Linked DNA regions of Danio rerio: region 2 is linked to region 1. A link is a contact called in public Micro-C data. All regions are on one chromosome and are shown on one strand. Each heading gives the region's core, a stretch centred on a gene start, on an enhancer-like site or on the middle of the called end of the contact. The rest is flanking DNA. Distances are from core to core; before and after follow the strand shown.

Evidence for each region. Hi-C and Micro-C count contacts between places; a contact is called where the count stands out from the background.
Region 2: a contact with region 1 is called in a Micro-C map of caudal fin, with 3 times the contacts expected there. The contact joins the enhancer-like site here to the promoter of metrnla in region 1. A contact is called at or near these places in 2 of 18 Hi-C or Micro-C datasets (caudal fin and an unstated tissue).

Annotation. Positions count from the first base shown.
Region 1 is chr3:49,553,756-49,556,455 of GRCz12tu, reverse strand. metrnla (meteorin like, glial cell differentiation regulator a) reads right to left here and starts at 1,374. Exons shown (of 4, transcript NM_212985.1): 1 at 1,052-1,374. The coding sequence starts at 1,149.
Region 2 is chr3:49,630,444-49,633,143 of GRCz12tu, reverse strand. No RefSeq gene overlaps it. Among named protein-coding and RNA genes, the nearest start is that of atp5pd, 12 kb to the left of the region's middle. Within about 2 kb of position 1,418, at least 5 of the 62 cell types and tissues checked have an H3K27ac peak or open chromatin away from gene starts, as enhancers often do. A contact at or near this core is called in caudal fin, where this site is marked.

The sequences.
Region 1 (2,700 bases), core at 125-2,624:
TCACAGAGACCCCAAATGTGTCATGTTTGAGGAATTTTCGATGATGGAATTGAGCCACTGCTGAGGAATAATACCAATGAAGAAATGTGGTGGGGAAATCAGTAGCTTAATATCTTTCAGAACTTTAAGCATGAAGGATGTGGAAGCCATCTTGACCTAATAGGACTCCATACAAAAAAAGCTGCTAGAATTTGTTTTGTTTTTCCATTTATGATGCAGTGCCTGAGTGTGTAGGCAATGGCTCATTCATTTAGTTAAACTGTACTGTATAAAACCAACCCCCCAAAAAAGTAGTATGATTTGCATATTATATGCGAGTCGTTAACTTGGGTTAGGACAAACCAGTGAGTAAAAATGAAATCACTGCTTCAGACAGCTTCTGAATTCAGGTTAAGCCAGATATGTTCAACACAAGATGTTGTATTTTTGTTTTCCAGCACAGTTATCTTACCATCTTTTTTATTAGGTCAAATATTTGAACATTTCAATATATATTAGCACACATTTAATTGAGAAGCAAAAAAAAACCCCCATAATATTACACCTTCCTTTAGTGACTAAAATACAAGCAAAAAACAAACTAAACTAAAAGTTGTTAGAAAAACTGCTTAGTTCTTTCTTTGAAATTTCATGGATTTCCATATCATTCAAGTATAAAATCACTAATAGATTAGTTTTCTAGTGTAAATGAGTATGCTACATAAAATTAAGCTAAATAGAAAGACAAATAAAGAATATAGTACATACAAGCTCAACAATATCACTTTACCAAAAAAAAAAAAAAAAAAACTGGCCCTAATACTAAAAGTAGCTAAATATTCCACACCTTAATGCTAAAAATGGTGTTCATAGACTAATAATAATATTAATATAATATTAATATTAATAATAATAATAATAATAATAGCATAATATTCATTATCTCTCTTTCTATTCGCTCATTGAATAGTTCAAGGAGTTAAATCTCTATCTTCTTTTTACTAAATGAAACTGCATTTTACTCTAAATGGGTAAAAAAAGGATTAATATAGATGTTTAAAGAGCGTCTCACCTGCCCCTCCAGCTGCACTGATCACTTGAGTACTGGGAGCGCGCAATCCGACACAGAAGCACAACCGACAGCAAATACGCCAAGAACGGCGAGAGCATGTTTGTCCGACCGCGGTCTCCTTCTCCCCAAGCGAGATACTATACAACTCTGCGGTGCAGGTGTGAAAGCAAAAGGTCCAGCATCGGTATGTTCTCTACATCGTGTTTTTCTTTAGTATCGCTTCGCTTTCTAGCCCGTTATTTACTCGAAAAGCGCTTCTAAAGCCGAAAGTCCGAGAAGCGCGCTCGTTCGCTCAGTCCATGTCGCGCACACTGAGCAGCAGTGAAGAGCTTAGGAATCCGAGCGCAGAGCCGCTCGCTCAACTTTGAAGATCGCGCACGCGCACTCAACGCCTGTAAATTACTCGAGAGGAGGCGAGTTTCTTTAGCAGTTCTCTGAGCTCGGATTCCTCTGCGCATCATCGCCAGCTGACCGACGCAGGACGCATGCGCATGAGTTCATGTTGAAATATTAACAACTGTCCTCACCCTCACCCAAGTGGTTTAAAAACTTTTTGGAATTCTTTATTGTGTTGAACACAAAAGATGTTTTGAAGAAAGCTCAAAACATATAAATATTCAAATTTTATTTGTTAGCAAAGGTTAATGATGCAATTTTAGTCCAGAAAATGCATGACAAACATTTTTTTATGCAACAATGTTAAGGGAGGAGCATATATTAAATGCTTTTCTATTTTTAGACTTCGAAATCACTTTTATATACATTTTAATCTTTTTCTAGTACCACTTTTCTGAGAGGTTTACTTTTTGCACACTTGAGTATGTGAAATTTACATATAAATAAAATCTTTGTTATCTTTAACAAAAAAAAAAAAAAAAAAAAAAAAAAAGCCCAAATCACATATTTATAAGATAAGGAAAATGTTTTCAAAATATTATAAGCAATAAAAGTTTCAAAATTAATCGAAAAAGTTTTGTATATTGGCAAAACCAAAATAAACGAAGAAATAAAGTTTTCTAATTTAATATAAATTTTCCATTGTTGTAGAAATATATATTTTTCAGGATACATTTTATGAAGTAATTTAAGTTATATTTATTTAGCCTTATTTGTAATGGGGGAAAATGAGTTGATGACCATACTTGAGTCCAGTTTATATTGTTAAAGCTATGTTCCAGTAAAAAACAACATATGGTATCTTCACATATCTTCTTTTAGTATTATAGATCATTTTGTGATTATTAGGCTTAAATCCAGAGAAACAGACAAAGCCGACTGAGGCCTGTTCAGGTTTAGGAGGACAAACTGAAAGAGCTGATGTACATGCACTGCTATTGTGCAGCATATCAGGTAATGGTTACATTAATATAATAAATTCTTGTAAAGTAATAGGAATTTAATGTAAATTTTGTTCCTTCATTATCAAATAATTTAGCAACTATATCAGACTGCTGTTAAGCCAATAATGAAAGAATAGTGACTTAATTCTATACAAGATATTGGCATTATTCCAAATAAGAAAACTATGTGGGGAGAAGTTGTTTATAAATTAGCCTCCATGACGTAAGCAATTGATGATATTTTGAGAGTTTGATTAAGTTTTTCAATTTTATAATTACACATTAAAATAATTATATGATAGAAAATGA
Region 2 (2,700 bases), core at 169-2,668, 77 kb before region 1:
ATCCCCCCTTACACCCCTACCTTTTCACCTTTCCCTCCATAGTGCTAGTCACTGGGCCACCGTGCTGCCCTGTCGCCTCACAGCAAGAACGTCACCGGTTCTATTCCTTTAACAGGCCGGTGGTCATTTCTGTGTGTAATTTGCATCCTCTTTCCGTGCTTGCGTGGGTTTTCCCCGGGTCCTCCGATTTCCTCCCACATTCCAAAAACATGCACAACAAGTAAATTGATAAATCTAAATTTTGCAATACAGGTAATCTCATAAAGCAGCATATCTTTTCATAGCATTCAATTTTTAGTCATCAGCTCTTATCAAGGCTCCCCTATCTTCCTCCAAACGGGAGGGAGCCCAGGGCTCAAGAACCTTCGAGCTCATGGCTCTCTCCCGGGACAGCATGCCAAACTTGCTTATAATCAATCATCAGCTAAGTGTGAACTCTTGAAACAGAATTGATGATGGACTAAAAATCTGAGAAATTATTTTGGGAGTATCACTAAAACATTAATATGTAAAAATAAAAAATACTTTTTTTTAATGTTTACAATGCAAATCCAATAAGATATAAGATAGGCCTAACTACTAAAAGACAGAAAATTTTACTTACTGCATTGTACATAAATCAGATTTTCATGTTAGTAATATTAATTAATTTAAAAAAATGAATAAATGAAGATTTACACACTTCAAGTAAATAAACAGAATTAATGATGGGCTAAAAATCTGCGGAATTCTGCGCGCTCAGATTCTGCGTGGGCCTAGGAATGACCCACCAGTATATGAATTATTGATTTATTTATTTTCCCAGCAGAAGCCTGACCAGATGAGCAGAAAAGAGTGAATTAAGTCTCAGTGATCCAAATCTTGTTTGTGTTCAAGTCTAGTTTCCGTGCGTCCACTAAATAGCTTGGACATCTTTGATTCATGGTCACCACTGTATAAAAGGATGAAGTGGAACCGGAGCTGCACAGTGAGCGTCTTTTATGTGATGCTCGGCTTTAGTCATGGCCGCAGTCTCAAGGCCACACCATAAACCTTCAATTGTCATGCTCGGATATTTGAGAGCCCATGTCCTTTAGGCCATGAAATATGCTTTCTGTGTGTGAGAGACTTTCTTCTGCGATAAGGTTTAAGATGCTTCACCTCAAAGTACCTTCTTTTCCATGCAAGCCGATATATATTATACTGTGTACTGCCAGGTTATAGGCTATAACTACATAGGTTATATGGGTTGGCTTAGGAATATTTCCAAGTTATTACCCACTTTATTCAATAATTACGGTAAGGCAACCCCTGATAAATAAGGGACTAAGCTGAAGGAAAATGAATGAATGAATGTTTGGTAGGCTACGTAGGTGCTTACCATAGTTCTCAATGAATCTTCTCAATCAAACACTAGAGGGCGCAGTGGATCTGTGTGTAGAAAACTGACGATGATGTAAACATTGATGTGACTGAAGAAACTTACTATGAAACTCTTTGTATGCCAGCTCCTGGAGGTAATCCTTAAATATGAATTAGGGAACGCGATTCTCTGACAAAACATTCGTTTGTAAGAACTCAAATCTAATACAGCCTCTCGGATGTAACATGTAAAGTAATCCCGGGTTAGTATGTAATTATGATGCAATTTCCTGAAGCTTAACAGCGACAAGTGCAGGAATTTACTAAGCTAGTGGACTAGCATTCATGTAACAACCTCACTAATAAGCTGTTGGATGCAGTGAACATTTGGTACAGTGATTTTTACTAATAGCCTAGTAAACAGGGTGTCCACTTTTGAGACAAAAAATAAGGGATGTTTACTGCAGCAGGGGCCATTTCACTTGGGGGCCAAGACCACAGTGATCACAGGCCCAATAGCATGCCAGTGGTGGTAAATCGCAACTGAAAATATGTTTTCAGGAAAGTATGAACACTTGGACATTAAAATAATTTGACTGAAATCTGTGTAAACAGATGCAGTCAGGCTTTCTCTTTTACAGCTTTGCAGCAGTGATATAGCTGATGTTATGTTTAATAGTGTGGTACACCTGCATTACCTTACCTGCTGTAACCTAGAGGCGAGGAGAATATACTAATGAATTTAATTTTAAAGCATGGTATTGATTACTAATTTTGGCTAAAATATTTGTCATTAATTGCAGTAACAACTACCCAAACATGGACACAGCACATAAATAAATTAGATACAAACATTAGCTACACTGTGAAAAATGATTTGATCAATTAGTCCTGACAGCATATGTTTTAGGTCATTTTAACTTACTGAACTAAGGTAATCATGTTCTATTTTAATTTTATTAATGCTATGTTATTAATGTAATGTTATGCAAGCTGTTTTAAGTCAGTTTAAAATAATATTAGCTTAATAAACTCATGATTAATCTGATTCATCTTAAAAAGGATTTTTACAGTGTAGTAAAGTTTTCATATAGCCTATTTCTAATTTAAACAATATAAAGTTGCAATTTACTAGTTTAATTTCCTTATATGTGCATTATGTTGTTTATTTATGTATTACATAAAATGTATTAAATTAATGCTTATATGTGCCTGACTTAATTCTAACAAACAAATCATTATATTACATTGGATTATGATCCACTTGCATTGTATTTACAGAATTGTTACAAATTACAATTTGTGATCCAGTGTGTGAAAACCAGGCTTATCTAATTCTCGGATGAAGTTTATTGCAGG